Regions from separate parts of the Mus musculus genome. Here regions 1, 2, 3 and 4 are each linked to region 5. Evidence: chromatin contacts called from public capture Hi-C and promoter capture Hi-C data. All regions are on one chromosome and are shown on one strand. Each heading gives the region's core, a stretch centred on a gene start, on an enhancer-like site or on the middle of the called end of the contact. The rest is flanking DNA. Distances are from core to core; before and after follow the strand shown.

Region 1 (3,327 bases), core at 143-2,642, 1.1 Mb after region 5:
TGTCTGTCTGTCTGTATATGTATATGTATATGTGTATATGTATATAAGTAAGTATATATCTGTCTGTCTGTCTGTCTGTCTGTATGTATGTATGTATGAAAAATGGTTGGAGCCTTGCTCTATCTGTCACATGTGTGAATGTATGTGTGTGTGTTTATAATTCTTCCCCACCACCCCCTCTCTCTTTTCTTTCTCACTGATCCCCAAAGAGTTGTCTCAAGAAGGCTGAAGGTTGAAGCAGGAAGGAGAAAGCTGCAGCTTTGACAACTCCTGAAGCAGTACTTCACAGCTGTCTGTGTCACCTCTCAGAGACTACACCAGTTTATTGTAGAAATACTGTTAAACATGTATAAAATGAATAAGAAACAGAATACGTAAAAGACTTTTTTCTTTGAGCTGTGAGCTGCTCTCTACATACTAGACACTAAGAAAGCGTTAAATGCTGATGATTACTAGATAATCCAATACTAAATCTGTAAGAATATGTCTTCTTCCCAGGTGCTATACAGTATATGGCTCCAACTTGACTGTGGAACAGGTATCTTCCAATGAATGGAAATTAATTATGCAAATGAACCAGAAACTGAATAGTGAAGGTGGGAAACCACAGACAATGACTTTTAAAACTTGTTAAACATGATAACTCATGTTTATCCCCATGAGGTACACCTCAAAGGAAAGAAAAGTTTGAACAGGGAGTTTGCCTTTTCCCAAAGAAATGTTCCTGGCCTTAGTTCAAGACGGGATTAAACTCTTTGACAAAGTGATAAAACCAACTGTGCCAATCTGAGAAATGCATTGTTTCCTTGAAGAGTAATACATGATATAGTCATCCAAGAAACTATTTTATTATCAAATAACAACCAAGGGCTTGGGAAATTATGAAGGATACTATCATAGATCGAAGTACACACAACCGTGACTCTCTAGGAGGTCTTAACTTGCTTTGCCCCATAGGGCAAAGGTCATCTCTGAGGAAGGACATCTTCCGCCACACCAACTGTCCGACTAACGGCTCCTGCCCTTTGTAATTAACCTCAGAATACTTTCCAGACGCTGTCTCCCAGACAAAATGTAATTTCCTAATAATGATTGGGGAAAATTGAACCAAACACTGGACTTGGGCTCCAGGAGATAGCAAACCCGCGAGACTTCCAAAGAGTCAATTAGTGGCCAGAGGAGTGGTAGAAGGGCTGGCTCAACGATCCCACAGGCCTAGGCCCTGGACCACTGAAGACCATTGCTCCACGGTTGTGTTATTCAACTTTTCATAGTGCTTGGAAGTATACTCTGAATGTATCACCGCCAGGCGGCCGCCAAATCCAGGACTACATTTCCCAGAGGGCTTTGCTCCCTGGCGGTTGCAGTTGAACCGGGGTGTGTCTAGGATCAGAAGCCATAAGTCCCGCTGTCCTCTTTAGAGCATCAACTTCAACTGCGCTTCGGTGGTGCTGAGATGTTCGGATTCCTGCTTCTGCTCTCTCTTCCCTTCATCCTGTACTTGGTCACGCCAAAAATCAGGTCTGTGCGAATGTTGCTTTTTCTTGCCAGGTCTTTTAGAGAAGATAAAAAATCCCTACTGAAGCCCTCTCCCTAGCCCCCGTAAAGAAAGACTAGGAAAGGACTGAGAAGCCCTTTAAGGTAGCAAAGATCTGGAGTTTACTGGACTGTAGGCGAGATCCTGGTGCCCTGGATGTGGGCACGGCCAGACGTCAGACCCCAGGTGGTCGTAAAAGCGCTCCAGGTCTCCATCATCCTGTATTGCTCTTTCTGGCCTACCTTATTTCCTCTAGCACTATTTGCTCTCTAGCTTCGGGAAGCCGCTGAGTATGGCGGGCTTTAGATTCTAACTGTTTTCTCCACTCCCAAGCTTTGAACCAGCCTTTGTCTAACTATTTGTCTCCAGCCCTTGAGGTACTACAGGAGGGTTGCACTTTTTGCTCTCTGAACCCGATGCCAATGTTATCTGGGGCATGCTTCCTTGTTGCCGTTATTCACTTGTTTAGGTGTTTGTGACAACTGAAGGGGAAGATTCATTGTCCTTCGGAGTAGGAACACGTGCTTGTTTGCCCTAATTAGATTACTAGGAGCCAGGAGAAGAACCACGTGGTCAAAGGATGGTTTCTTAATTAAGTGTCAGGTCAGCCCAAACCTGGAGGTGTGTGTAATCACCTGAGAATCAGCGGCAGGCTACCACAAGGGGCAGTCCACTGATTGGTTCTGAGTAAGTCACCAGGAGTGACGGTGGACCAGTAATAAACGCCACCTTCTTTCTGGGCGTGGCCATAGTTCCTATTGGAGCTGAGGCTGTGCCATCCTTCTGTCATTTCTTACCATGACCAACATTTTTTCTTCCAAGACCTACTTCCCACTCTTTTTGCTTTTTCTTCTCTCTCTGGTGGCTACTTTCATTTTTCCCCTCTCCTCTCTGAATACTTACAGCTCCCATAAGTAGGCACACATGGGCCTTGTACTCAGGTAAAAACTTGGGTTTCTTTTTACCACAAGATCTTCATATCCATATAGAATCTCAACAAAACATGAACCGGAGCTACATCCAGTGAAATGTGTCTTAGAAGCGAGCACTCTAAGGACTCTACTATCCCCGTTGGAGCCAGCATGGGAGAGTGGGGCCAGAGCTGCGCTTTCAAAGTTGATTTCTTGTTTTCGATGATGACAGAGGAAGGAGGAAGAGCCAATTCCTGGTCCCCAGGATTTGTCAGTGTTGAAGTTCAGTCTGAAGGGACGTGAGACACAGAGCCAGGGGCCTTGATCGCTGAGGAGAGAGAGGTTCCTTTGGGTACCACAAGTTAGTTTGTCTTAAGTAGTGGCTGCTTGCAGATAACAAGTTTAGTGGAATGGTTGAAATGCTCCTTAAAAACGCACTTCTGAGTCAACAGATCCTTTTAGTCCTAAAATTGAGAAGAGAAGAGGAAAATCTGAGGGTTGTGTTTGTGCTTCATCCATTTGGAAAGGCCAGCAAAGCCTACGCACAGGTGCAAGGACTCCAACCAGACAAACGTATGGATCCTCACTCTGCTGGAACTCTGCTCTGTTGTTGTTTTGTTGTTGTTGTTCTGATATTAATGTGTGATGTCAGTAGTCAAACCCAGGGCTTGGCATCTGGGTAAACTATGTATGCTTACCCTGTTATATTCCTAGCCCTTGTCTCATTCTTAAATGTTTTGTTTTTGTTTTTAAATGTGTGAATGTGGCTATCTTTTTCTTATTTTTGACCTAGATTCATAAGCTTATGATTTCTATTCTTTGAATTGGATTAGCCCTTCTTAAGATTATAAGATGCTGTTTGTCACAGATTGGCATAGA
Region 2 (3,394 bases), core at 635-3,134, 1.1 Mb after region 5:
AAAATTAGTTTATGGGGATATTGGAAAATTTTTGACAATGCAGTGATTAATTAAAATAATATTTCACTTAATTTATATTCACTTGTCAATGAAAACAAAGGTTCTTTTCAATTACCTTGTTTTTAATTCTAGATTATAACTGTTAGAATTAAATGAAAGTAATTGTAGCTTAAAGAAAACACAGTTATGCAGTTATTTCCCATTCTATTGGATGCCTGTGTCCCAGAATCACTATAGTACACCTAAAATGCAAGTGTCGTTAATTTGGTTTGTGATCACCAGACCAATCATCAAATCATTTTCTACTTACGTGACACCGACCAAAGGTCACTGTTTCCACATCTCTCGGTCTTGGCAGGAGCTCCTTTTTATATCTATTTCTGCGACAGAAAGATAAGACTTGGGGTTGAAGAAATGTCACAGTTCTTTGGATCACACACAACTCTTAACAGCATGGCAGGCAGCCCACCTGTAACTCCAGCTCCAAAAGACCCAACACCCTCTTCTGGGCTCCACAGGCAGGGCACTTGCCCTCACATGTGTTCATACATATTCAAGTATAAATTTTTTAATTTTATGTTTTTTGGGCATGGTTTCTCTATATGGTCTGGCTGTCCTGCAATGTGCTCTGTAGACCAGGCTGGCCTCGAACTCAGTGATCCATCTGCCTCTGTCTTCCAAGTGCTAGGATTAAAATTGAACAACAACACTCTTGAACTACCTTTTAATTTTATAAGAAAAATATTAAGACTTCGCACCACTGCTAACAACATCAGACTTTGTCATCCCTGCACACTGCGTTTTGTTTTTATTTTTTCATTGAATTTAACGGTTGGTGGATTCAAGCTTGTAAAACCCAGGGCTTCAAAGACAAAAATCACCAGGAACCCACTCCCACACACACCTTAGAAGATGGACTATAGGATTTGCTTATGCTAGATAAGTGTTGTACCCCTCGGTAACACCCTTTTATATATATATATATATATATATATATATATATATATATATATATATATATATATATATATTTCCATGTATAAATATTGAATCACCACGAAAACTTTTGTGAGTGGGCCCTTTGTTGGAAACCCTGCCAACAGTATACACAGGGGTTTATATCTATGGAAGGACAGAAAGGACTTCGTAATTGTTGATATATTTCACATAAGGGCAGATAAGATGGGTCTGTCTTCCACACCAAATCATACATTACCCAAGGGCAGAGACAAAATTACTTTGATCAATATATAACTTTGGTTTATCAAAATGTCTATTCTTAACATGTTGTGAATGAGAACCCGGGGCAGCCTAATGGTCTGGACTGGTTCAGCCGCTAAAAGCTGTGGGTATTCTGGGATCACACTGCCCATTTTCCGGTTCTGAAAACATGTGACCCTGGCCACTTAATCTCTCCACTTTTATTAGAGTTATACCATCCGAGGGTAGGCAGGCCTCTGCTCATCTATCTAGGGCTGAGACTGAACATTTAGACGGGATATGAAGTCAGGTGGCAGAAGGAACTGCGATGACAGCGAGGGGCGTGTGCTAGCCAGTCTGCGCAACACCGCTGGCACTCCGGGCCCTCCCTGCACGGCCGTCCTCCCTCACTTAACTACAATTCCCAGTATGCACTGCAGGACCGGCGGGCCCGGATGAGGCGGCCGAGGCGCCAGTCCCGCGGGCTCCCTCGGGCCCTTCCCTTTGGTACCTCCTCTGTGCCCACTGTTTGTCTCCAGGTCGGAGCCACCGGCTCGTCTTGGCGCGAGACCGCGCCCCTGTAGTAGCTGAGTGTCGTCCCCGCCCCGGCTTCTTGTCAGGCTTTGGCGCCCGGCGCCCGTGCAGTGACAAGCAGGGGGAGGGCGTCCGGCTCCGAGGACCCCGGAAGCGCCTGATTCCGGGAGGCCGAGGTGCGGCTGCAGTGATGGCTTCGGGGCTGGGCAGCTGATTGCTGAGGTGGGAGTGGGCCCAGCGCCCGGTGGCCGCAGCTCACGCGCAACCTGCGCCATGGCCGCCTCCGCCGCCTCCTCCGAGCATTTCGAGAAGCTGCACGAGATCTTCCGCGGCCTCCTTGAAGACTTACAAGGGGTGCCGGAGCGGCTGCTGGGGACCGCGGGGACAGGTGAGGCGGGGGCGGGACCAGGCCGGGAGGACTCCGCAGGGTGCAGGATCCCAAACACCGACCCGGGGCTCCCCGCTTCCCCTTTGGGCACGCCCCCTGCTGCTGTCGGGCCCCGGACGCCCAGGGTGTGCTGCCTCTTGTGGTGACTGGGGGCGTGCAAAGGGATAGACATTAGGATGTCCTCTCCTAGCGAGCCTTTAGTTATCTTCCTCTCCCAGTAGCATAGGGCATTCTTCAATCTGTGCTCCTGTGACAAAACAAAAAACAAAAACAAAAAACAAAAAAAACCCTTAATTTGGAGTTGGGCATGTAGGAGTTTGGCATTTTGGTAGGCAATGAAATTTTAAAAATAGTTGTAACCATGGAGATTAGCTTATATGTGAGACAGTGGCGGGAGGTGAGGGGAGGAAGACAGCTACATTGGAGAGGAACCGGAAGTCTCACATTTAGACTTTTTTGACGTACTAGGGTAAATCCTTAAGGAACATAAGCAGCGGAGTAATGTGGATTTCATTTTAGAAGCAAGGCGGCGGATAGCTGGATAGAGGATGTGAGAATGGCTATAAGAGACTGTGTTAGGAGCTTCTATGACAGTTGACTGGGTAAGCATGCGAATCTGGAGAGTGAGCATTAAATCCAACAGGTGGTGCCGAGATTTATGAGACTGGTGGATGTGAGGAGGAAGATTGAGAAGGGGCCGTGTCTTCTCACGTGATCAGTTGAATGAATGAACTTAAATAAGAGGCGCATACTCGTTTGAGCTGGAGATGAGAATGTCTACCTGTGCATTAAAGATAACAGTGTATGACAAAATATTTTTCTGCCATTCAAGAGATTGCCAGTGGTGAACACTTTTAATCCCAGCACTTGGGAGGTAGAAACAGAATCTCAGTGAGTTCAAGGCCAGCCTGGTTTTACACAGCAACACAGAGTTCCAGACCAGCTAGATTCTTCTATCTTGAGACTCTATCAAAAATTAAAAAAAAAAAAAAAAAAAAAGGAAGGAAGGAAAGAAAAGAGTTCTAGAGTCAGATTATCTAAGTTACATACACCTTTTATTAGCTATGTGACTTTGCAAGTTATTTTAACCAAACTAGTTTCCACTATAAAGTAAAACGTAGCATCTGACTTCATGGAGTTTTTGTGGGGAGTAAATGAGATATGTAAAGCTATTAAAAACACCGTCTGGCAACAGTAAGAGCTACCAGCTATTATTAATATGTGTTTGTTGTTTTATTTAGAAATATTAGCTCTCTACACAGTTATTCTTAG
Region 3 (3,462 bases), core at 177-2,676, 1.2 Mb after region 5:
GCAAGAGCTCCACAGAAAAGCTTTGAAGAGCCCAGCCTGAGCCTGTGGAGTCCTCAGTGGGATTATTCAATTACATTTGTTTCTCCATTATTCATATTTATAGTGACTCAAGTTCTAAGAATAAATTCAAAACAGTGGAAATAATTACATCATCAGAAGTATGATTGTCTGTGCACTGCCACAGTAGTGCTCCATCCATGCAAATATATGGTTGGCAAACAGCATCTATTAGTGGCTCCCCCAGTTACCTTTCCCTAGTGATAAGTACTTGAAGAACCAGCCTGCTTCCATATTAGGCTTGAAAGTCATCTTACAGTGAAGACAATCTAGGTTCATTCTTGTTTATGAGTAAACCTGTTTTTCAAGGATTGAGCTATGCCCCACCTGTGACCTTAACTACAAATGGTTCTGTACTGCTTGTTCCAAGAATGCAATCACGTCTTTGTTTCAAAAAGTTGTTTATAGTCATCTTGCAACCTGACCTTTGCTTCAAAGGGTTATATAGCTACCTTGTTAGGCCCATCTTTGCAACCTTGTGTCTCTGTTCCAGAGGGACTTACTTGCTATGCTTGTGTGCTGCTCCTATAACTATATTTTGACAGACAAACCCCTCATTTGGAAACCTTCCTATCCCTGAGCTATAAAAGCCTGCCTTCACATCCAAAGCTGAACCCCATCTCAGGAGGAGGCAGCCCGTGTATGTGAATTTTTAAAGCTTGCTTTAATTAATTTGGTCATGATGATTTGGGTGGCGGTCTTTCTCCTCTCGTTTTTTTTTTTTTTTTGGATTAATATACTCTTTAGCAGCTGAGCCATCTGCCCAACTCAAAGCCTACCTTCTCTTCCCATGCATCCTAGCCTTGCTAGTTTTTTGATTCCTGTGACTGAAACCCATTCCAGCCTCCAACTTTGTTTTTTCCTGGTCCTTCTTTCTGGAGACTACCCCCACCTCCACCCCAACTCCCCACAGAACAGTGTGGCCCTTGTAGGTTTAATGGCGAAGACCTTTAAGACCTTTACTTAAAGCTGCCCAGACCTTCTACTAGTCTGAACATTTTTGTCAATAACACTACTTAAGTTACGTCTATTTTTTTTTTTTTTTCCTACTAGGAAAGAAGCTATGTAGAGACAGAAATCTTCAGTACCTAAAATCCCTTCGCAGGGAAATGAATGAATGAATGAATGAATGGTTACACCTGCAGACCATTTTGGGGGAGTCTTTCTGGCGTAACAATATAAATGAGTCAGTCAAATGAACAGAGATCTTAATCTGCCCAAAACTGGTGCCGCGGTTCTGGGGAGTTTGGGCTAAGGATAAACTGGGAGAACTTGCTGCAAGTCCCAGCCCTGCTCTCAGTGAGCGACTACGGCTGCGCGGACAGGCAGGGCTCAGCCGCTTCCGGGATGGTCGGGAGCCAACGAGACTTCGAGCCTCCGGGTGGGCTAGAGCGGCGCGACATTCAGGTGTGTGCGGCCATGGAGGACGAGAAGAGCTTCTCCGATATCTGCGGCGGCCGCCTAGCCCTGCGGTGCCGCTACTACTCACCGTACTGCCGCGAGTTCGGCCTCAGCTCGGCTCGGCTGTCGCTGTGCTCGCTCACCGCGGTCACCTGCGCGGTGTGGCTGGCGGCCTACGGGCTCTTCACCCTGTGCGAGGTAAAGGCGGGCGCTCGGCCGGCGCAGGCAGCTTGGAGAGGTCTCGGGGCTGACCCGTGGGTCCGGGAGGGTGGGGACTCCCTGGATCAGGGTCGCCGTTCCACGGCAGGACTGCCCTCCCTCCCCGAGAAGTTTGTGCTTCTGGACGTTCTACCACAGTGGACCTACTTGCCCTGCTCATTCATGGAACATAACCTCCTCAGAGAACTCAGTGCATCCTCCCGCATCACTTACTGGGTACCAAAGCCAACGGATAGCAGGCGTGCGACAGAATTACAGAAAAGTTTTTGCCTCCACAACTGTGCAGTACAGAATCTCCACCTAATATCTGTTTCTCAAGGCCAGGTCAACTACCATCCCCTCTCCCAACCCTTCCCCAGTTTAAGTGCATTTTCTAAAGTGTTGCCAGGTCTAAGACACGAGGGTTTTCTATGCTCAGTTTTCAGACTTTCTAATCTTTTTTCCCCCCGAGCCTCATTTTTAACATCTCTAAGTTGAAATTAATGGTTCAAAATATTGCGAAGGTCAACTGCTATTATTTTGTGACAGTTCCCAAGCAAAAAGAGTCATCCGATTGGCCTTTGTTCAGGATGTTCTGTTCTGTTTTAACTCCCTGTATAGCCCTAAAATGAATATATTATTCCAGGAGTGATCTTAATAGAGCCAGTACACCAGAACTGTTTATTTCTGCAATTTTCATATTGTTTGTATTAAAACATCCCTTAGCTTTTTTCTATTCTTTTGCTATTATTATTATTCTTACTTTGTCTGGACTGGAAGGCTCTATGTGGAGCCTGCCTCTGCCTCCCTAGGGTTAGGATCAAAGGTGTGTGTCATCATACCTGGTTCAATCACATTTATGCTATCAAAGTGTGTGGCAGAGCATCATAATTTGCACAGATTTTCATAGATGAAGTTAAGTCCCCTCACTGAGGGTCTGGGGAATGAATGGCTCATCAGATGACTGCAGCGACTGCCAAACCTGACCACCTAATGCCAAACCTGACCACCTAATGCCAAACCTGACCACCTAAGCCGAATCCCCAGAACCCACATGATGGGAGGGAAGAATGGATTCAAAAAAATTGTCCTCTGACCTCTGCACAATAAATAAATATAAATAGTAGGGGCTGGTGTGGTGGTGCACACCTTTAATCCCAGCACTAGGGAAACAGAGGAAGGAACATCTCTGAATTCAAGGCCAGCCTGGCTACATCAGTCTACATTACCAGCTCCAGAACAAACCAAGGCTACACAGTGAAACCCTGCCTCAAACACAACACAAATAGTATTTTTTAAAAGACTCCTAATCTTTACCAATTTATATTTAAAAGTGTCTTCACAGGTCAGTTGAAGTTATTAAACTGACCTAGTCCTTCCCCAAAATTTTTAATATAATTGGATTTTTATTCTTTTTTGGGGGGATGGGGAGTGTTGGGGTCTTACCATGTAGCCTTGGCTGTTCTTGAACTCACTGTATAAACCAGGCTGGCCTGTAACTCAGAGATTCACCTGTCACTGCCTCACAAGTGCTGTTGTTAAAGGGATACATCACCATGCCCAGTTGAATGTTAATGCCAGCCTATGTTCCTGATACCCGTGCAGTTATCTGCTGAATTTCTTATTTCAACCCCCCGGGGGGGTTCATAAAGAGTAATACTTTAATAACCTTGACATTGATAAAGTGACAAAGCTGGGCTTCCAAACTGGAGCTGCCTGACTTTGAAATCCCTTTCCATTGTACTTTGGCCTCGCAGATCTCAGGCAGTTGCAATTGTTACTGGTTGGTTTGTTCAGAGATACAGG
Region 4 (3,302 bases), core at 642-3,141, 1.1 Mb after region 5:
CAAAGTCACGCTGAGATGCATTAAAGAAAAAGGCCACATAAACCCAAAGAGGGAGGCCTTTAACTTGGAGTTATAAATAAGACTTTATCATCGTTAGAAATTAATTTGCATGGACCACTTTTTGGTTGGGCAAGGTAGTGGCCAGCTCATAGACAAGAATTGAAAGGTCATGTGTCCAGAAGCTAAAAATAGTCACCTGAGCAAGCAGAGAAAATGCTCCTGAGCCAGGGCCAATGGAGACATTCCTTGTCAGATAAAAACGCTATCAGTCTAATCTCTAGACTTCCACGGGTCAGCTTCCTCCTCTGACCCACATTGGAATCACATGGGTGATACACATTAGAGGACTCAATGGTCCTGAGCCCTATGGCTCCAATAGTTACTATAGGAACTAGCAGATAGCATCTGGGTTGACACATTAACTACTTCCCTCTCAGTTGTCTTTTTTGTTTAGAGAGAGAGCATCCTGAGTGACTTTCTGGCACTTTATTATGGATTTTATTTAGGCCATTGGCACACAGAGAAAGCTTTCTTGTTGAAAACAAGACCAGAGAGTCTAGAATACTTCCTGAACATCACTGGATGGCAGACACTGAGCTAGACACTTTCTATACACTGTCTTTTCTTGATATTTTCTACATGCACTGTCTAGCCTAGGCTAGACTTTCTACACCCAATATTTAGACTAGGCTAGACACTTTTCTACACTCATGAGGTCTATCCCAGGCTTGATTTTCTATACATTTTCTGTCTAGGTTTAAACACTTTCTGCACCCAGTCTACCTCCATGCTAAATAGTTTCTGCACTCACTATCTTTCCACATTTTCCATACATATTATCTTTCCATATGCCATTTATATTAATTTCCCCTGCCATTTCAGTATTACTTCTATATTACAAAAACAAACACACACAAGCAAACAAAAAAAACCTCTGAAGCCCAAAGATGTTTAAGTCATTTCTAAGGGTGGCCGGGACCAAGTATGACACTTTGACACTCTGTCCTCAGTATGCCTATCTAACCTTCCTTTGGGGTGGGGGTGGGGTCAGGTCAGGGGGCAAAGGTTCAAGACAGGGTCTCTCTGTATAGCCCTGGCTGCCCTGGAACTCGCTCTGTAGATCAGTCTGTCCTCTAATTCAGAGTTCTTTCTGCTTCTGCTTCCTGAGTGCTCGGATTAAAGGCACGTACAACCACACCTGGCTCCTAACCTTTCTAATCATCAACAAAATTTAAAGCCCCCACATAGAATAGCCATTTCTTGGCACCTCCACAAATCCCCAGTGAATCATTTCCAAAACACTTCTTGAGAGAAGTATCAAGGGAAGAGAGTTTGCTTCCTTTCCAGAGTGCCTAAGACTTGACAAGGAGTCCCTTAACGATGAAGTCCCCATGACACTCACCTCATCTAGGGACAGAAAAGAAAAGGAAAGTGTCAGAGAAACCTAAAGGAATCAGAGGAAAGTGCCACAGGACTCATCTACTCCGCCTTCCTCCTTCCTCGGCATCCGAATTCAAATCAGCCCCACCTCCTCCCACCCAGGTGCTTCCTTCTCGTTTTCTGCAGAGGCATCCAGAACCCCTCCTTTCCTGTTTTTAATGTACTAATCTCGCCTCCGCCACCTTCCCTCCTTCTTCTTTTAGAAGTCAAAACCATCTTCGTAAAGTATCTTTGAGTTGCTGGATTAAAACAAACCTGATGGATGGAGCTGTCAGATACAAGATGGAGAGGAAGGACGTAAGCAGTACCAAGATAAACAGCATCTTGTCAACTTTCTTAGTTGCTGCTTCCCACCCTCAACCTAGCCCGAGGATCCTTCTCTGGCTCCAATTCCTGGCAGCTTCTGTTGGTTCTTGGTTCCTCTCACTCTGGGACACTCAGCAACTGGCTGGCTTAAGCAATGCCCAGAATCTTACTTAAATCCGAGAGCCGCCAGAGCACAGCCTCCTGGGAGTTGTAGTCCTAGAGGGGTGGGGCTTAAGGAAAGATTAGGGCTTCACCTTATATTGGCAGTGAGAATTTGGCAATACTGGAGTTCCTCCTCAACACGCTATTTTCAAGATAGAATATGTTACACATTATCAGCAGGCTTCAAAAAAGCCAGGCATAGTGACAACGTCTTATAATCAACGTATTTGGCAGGCTGAAGCAGATGATCACTTGAGTCTGTAGTTCAAGACTGGCCTAAACAACATAATAAACTGTGTCAAAACAAAACCAAACCAAAAAAAACAAAACAAAGAAAAAAGCAAGCATGCGAACAAACAAAAAAAAAATCCTCCAAGTCCTAATGATGCTTGAAATATGTGTGATTAAAAATGGAAGAGAGATAGTAAGAAGGATGGCTAAGTAGGTCAAAGCACTTTCCATGTGAGCTTGTTGGTATGTGTCCAATCCCCAGGATCCATGTAGAAGTCAGATGTGGCAGCTCAGGCCAGAAGAGTGGCTGCCGTCTGTAACCACAGTAGTCCTACTTCAAAATGGAAACTGGAGCTCAAAGGCCAGGTAGCCTCGAGGAAGTGGAACTGCAGGATCAAGAGGTAGGTACGCACAAACCTTGCTTCGAAGACAAAGTAAAAGGAGTGACCTGACTTTTGAAAACTTGTTCTCTAATCTCCATATGCATGTCCCTACAAACCCCAAAGTAAATTAACAGGGCAGGGAAAGTGGCTCAGCAGGTATCAGCAATAGCAAACAGGCACAGTGACCTGAGTTTGGTTCCCAGGTCCCACAGCCAACTCTCCAAGTGACACTGTGACCTCCACACATGCTGAAGCCTGTGCATTCCTGCACTCTCATGTATATATAACCAATTAAATAAGTAAAAGTTAAAAATAAATAAATGGAAGAAATAGGGAGTGGCTGAAGGTCCTGTGGGGCTGGCAATGTGCTGGTCTTTGATCTTCGTGCTAGTACACAGGTGTGCTTACTGTGAACAATCACTGAGTTGGGCGCTTTTGATTTGGGCATTTTGTGTGTGTTCTTTACATTACACTTCAGTGAAGTTGACACACCCAACGACATGTCAAGCAAGAGTAGAGTGTTTAAGTATTCTCGAGCTAGACTCAAATTCCTGACTCAAATCCCAGCTCAGCATCCTTCAAGCTTCAAGGTCCTGGGCAAGTTATTGAGTCTTTCTGCTGCCTCAGTTTACTTGATTATCCAATGGGAGTGATTATCAGTTGCAAGTCTCCACATGGCCACTCGGGCCACTCACCTCAGATGATTCTCAGGTCAGGTGGACTCAGGGGAGGACACAGCAGTGGGACAGCAGCTTTGTAAAACAGAGATGAGGGGCTACT
Region 5 (3,051 bases), core at 176-2,675:
TGGGAATGATTTAAAGTGTACAGTGGCTGTAAGTAGGTTACATATCAATCAATTTTGTGCTGTTCTATACATGTGAGGCATAAGCTCTTGCAGATTCTGGTATCTGCAGTGGTTCTGAAATGAGTCCCGAGTATTAAGGGATGCCTGTATAAATTAAGCCCTACTGGTACAAGAGGGATGTATCTGTTGTCCACACCAGAATGCAAAACCAACTGCAGGTTTCCTTGTTACTGATTTTCATACTCAGAGTCCCTCAAAAGACCACTAGGAATCCGGGCGGCTTCTTCCCAGAATGCAACAGTGCTGGACCAACACATTTCCACCCTCCTTTACTGAGCCCAGGGAGTACCGCTAGCACCAAGCAGTTTAGTTAGTCTTGCGCTGTTTCTTCCTCCTCCAAGGATAATAAGGTTTTGTCAGGCACAAGGTTACACACAAAATGGGCCTGTAGAGTCCATGCTGGTTAAGTCTCTTGTCTAGCTCTGCTCTTTGAGTCTCAGTTTCTCCATCTATTAGGTGTATGCATCTGCTAGGTTTATGATACAGGTAGACCATTTTAGGGCTCTTCCTAGTTTCAGCAAAGTGTAGGTAGGGAAGCTGTAAAAGTGGGGAAGGAGGAAACTAGTCTCCAGAAGGTAGCTTCAGCTGTGTTAGTCCACCGGGGAATACCTGCCAAGGAACCTGGGAAGCCGGACAGCCAAGCTGCCACACAAGAAGTCCGCAGCGGGCCAGTGCACGGAACCCTAGAGAAGTACCCAAGGATCCTTGGCGAGGCGGGAAACTCAGTGGGCTGAGAAATGCCAGCTAGCCACAAATCTGGCTCTAGAAGGACAGGGATCAGCCTGGTCCCGAGGGGCGGGGCGGGAGCAGTGGTGGAATCAGGAAATTCCTTTCTACTGTGGGCCCTCCCAACCCCTTTCCAGGGTGCCGACTTGTCCCAACCTAGTTTCCCCGAGAAAGAGAAAACGAAATATGCCTTGGGTTTCCCCGCGCCCTGCTGGGGTTTGTAGCTTGCGTGGGACCGCAGGAACACCGGTGCGCCGGAGTTCTGGGCCTTCCCGCCGGCAGGGAACGGGACCAATCCTCAGCGACTCCTCGGGCTCCGGAGCACAGTGCCATTTGGTCCCCGAGCTCTGGGAGGCGTCCCCAGGCTCCACTCCGGTTCAGCTTAAGGTGGTGTCACATGAGCTGCGGGGGAGTGGGAACCCAGGGAGTGGGCGGTGGCGTGCGCGCCCGGAGGGGGCCGCCCAGTCCACCTATATGCACAGAGACCCGCCTGACGGATGCCAGGAATTCCCAATGAGAGGCGCTGGGGGGAAGTTTGGGCAACTCGGCCTGGCCAATGGAGAACCTCGGGAGGGCTCTGCCCCTTCTCCCCGCCCCCGCCCGCCTCTGCTCCCGCAGCGCGAGTGTTCACTGAGAGCAGTGTGCGTGGAGATTAGGTCCGAGCGCGCGCCCCAGGAAGGCAGTCCGCGAGCTCCAGCCGCCGCCGGCAGCAGCAGCCTCTGCGAACAGAGCCGCGGCGGAAGCGGGCGCAGGGGAGCGAGCCCGGCCCCGCCAGCCCAGCCCAGCCCAGCCCGGCCCAGCCCAGCCCAGCCCAGCCCTGCCGACACCCTCCCCACACCCGGGCAGCAGCCGCCGTCGCCTGGAGAGAAGGTGGAGGAAGAAATCCAGCTCCTAGCACGCACGCACCATCATGGACCATTATGATTCCCAGCAGACCAACGACTACATGCAGCCTGAAGAGGACTGGGATCGGGACCTGCTCCTGGATCCGGCCTGGGAGAAGCAGCAGAGGAAGGTTAGCAGCCACCCCCACCCGCTACAGCCCTGAGCCCTGATCCGCTCTGGCCGCTGCACTCCTGGGCTCCGGGTTGGAAACCAATTCCCGGCGCGCAAGAGCGGAGGCGGGGACATCGCGGCCACTGCGAGGTGGGGTATTGAGTTACAGGCACCGGGCGGGAGAGCGGAGCACCCCTGCCCTGGAGCCCGCGAACAGTTCGCCGCGGCGCGGGGAGGTGGCGCCGCCGGAGGGCAAATCGCCTCAGAGCGGGTGGTCCGGGCCACCCCGGTGCAGCCGAAACTGTCTCCCCGTGGGCAAGGCGCGGGGGCGATGCTCCAGAGGCTGGGGCTGAGACTTAGGCTCCATGGCTGCTTACTCGGGATCGATTTTCTCCTTCCTTCTTTTTCCTGGCGCCTCCATATGGCGTGCGGTGGCAGCACGCTTCCTGGGCCGCCCCTGGGGCTCTGTACCATAGGGGCAAGCTGCCCCGACTACTGCGCCCCGAGCTGGGTCTGCAGACAGTGGGCAGAGCCGGTGTCGGAGGGTTTGGCGACCTCCTCGGGATCTACCTGGAAGTGGACGTTCCGGAGTGCGGCTGGAGCTGAGAATCGGGGGTCGTTCGCGGGCTCCTCAGGGCCTTGTGGGGGCGGGGTCAGGACGGTGAACGGTTTTATTGCTAACTCAGTGAACTGGTGGCTGCAAACCCTCACATCTGTGTTCTGCCCGGTTCTTTTGCTGGCGAAACGCGAGTTTGAGTAGCTTGGCTCTAGTTGGGCTCCTGGTGGAGAGACAGTCTCAGGAGATATTTGGGGTTGTTCTCCGAGGATCCACGGCCCTGTATCCTAGTCGCCATCAGCAAGGTTCGGGATATGCTGCCCCGTCTGAGCTGAGAAATTGGCGATGGGTCCGGAGCGTAATGGCTATAGGCAGGAAGAGGTCAGAAACCTCTCTTGCTTGGGGAGGGGGAGACATTAACCCTGTCACGGCTTCCTGCCTGAGCAGAGAGCGCGTTCCTTAGGCGGCCACGTACCCTGACCCCCCAACACCCAACTCCCGTTCAGTCCCCCCCCCCCCACTTCGTGATCTGGGAATGGGGGGGGGGGTGTACAGGATGGCGCGTCCCTCTGGATAGTGCGGTTAGGGCTGGGCTTGAGGGAGAATGCTCATGTCCAAAAATGGTAACATTCATTCCCTTTTTTAAACTTAAAAGGGGGGGAGTTTAGTGAGCCGGCTGAAGGTTTTTTTTTTCCCCCAGCTAAAGGCATCCT

The links. Promoter capture Hi-C pulls out the DNA fragments that hold promoters and counts their contacts. Capture Hi-C pulls out chosen DNA fragments and counts their contacts.
Region 1: a capture Hi-C map of macrophages shows a contact between it and region 5, with 7 times the contacts expected there. The contact joins the promoter of Rdh11 here to the promoter of Actn1 in region 5. A contact is called at or near these places in 3 of 39 promoter capture datasets (embryonic stem cells, hippocampal neurons and liver), 2 of 115 datasets of contacts at active chromatin or transcription factors (astrocytes and stem cell-derived neural progenitor cells) and 2 of 9 other capture datasets (liver and macrophages).
Region 2: a contact with region 5 is called in a promoter capture Hi-C map of liver, with 2.6 times the contacts expected there. The contact joins the promoter of Vti1b here to the promoter of Actn1 in region 5. A contact is called at or near these places in 5 of 39 promoter capture datasets (hematopoietic stem and progenitor cells, hippocampal neurons, liver and 1 more) and 1 of 9 other capture datasets (liver).
Region 3: a promoter capture Hi-C map of liver shows a contact between it and region 5, with 4 times the contacts expected there. The contact joins the promoter of Pigh here to the promoter of Actn1 in region 5. A contact is called at or near these places in 2 of 39 promoter capture datasets (hippocampal neurons and liver).
Region 4: a contact with region 5 is called in a promoter capture Hi-C map of hippocampal neurons, with 2.6 times the contacts expected there. The contact joins the promoter of Rdh12 here to the promoter of Actn1 in region 5. A contact is called at or near these places in 6 of 39 promoter capture datasets (the C10 cell line, HPC-7-derived erythroid cells, hippocampal neurons and 2 more) and 2 of 115 datasets of contacts at active chromatin or transcription factors (astrocytes and stem cell-derived neural progenitor cells).

Annotation. Positions count from the first base shown.
Region 1 is chr12:79,189,920-79,193,246 of GRCm38.p6, reverse strand. It overlaps Rdh11 (retinol dehydrogenase 11), which reads left to right and starts at 1,392. Exons shown (of 7, transcript NM_021557.6): 1 at 1,392-1,521. The coding sequence starts at 1,457.
Region 2 is chr12:79,170,948-79,174,341 of GRCm38.p6, reverse strand. Vti1b (vesicle transport through interaction with t-SNAREs 1B) reads left to right here and starts at 1,884. Exons shown (of 6, transcript NM_016800.3): 1 at 1,884-2,122. The coding sequence starts at 2,008. Rdh11 (retinol dehydrogenase 11) reads left to right here. Exons shown (of 7, transcript NM_021557.6): 7 at 1-109.
Region 3 is chr12:79,087,634-79,091,095 of GRCm38.p6, reverse strand. It overlaps Pigh (phosphatidylinositol glycan anchor biosynthesis, class H), which reads left to right and starts at 1,426. Exons shown (of 4, transcript NM_029988.2): 1 at 1,426-1,656. The coding sequence starts at 1,477. 9230116L04Rik (RIKEN cDNA 9230116L04 gene) reads left to right here. Exons shown (of 3, transcript NR_110486.1): 3 at 1,111-2,391.
Region 4 is chr12:79,207,502-79,210,803 of GRCm38.p6, reverse strand. It overlaps Rdh12 (retinol dehydrogenase 12), which reads right to left and starts at 1,891. Exons shown (of 7, transcript NM_030017.4): 1 at 1,696-1,891. The coding sequence starts at 1,763.
Region 5 is chr12:80,258,737-80,261,787 of GRCm38.p6, reverse strand. It overlaps Actn1 (actinin, alpha 1), which reads left to right and starts at 1,425. Exons shown (of 21, transcript NM_134156.3): 1 at 1,425-1,801. The coding sequence starts at 1,697.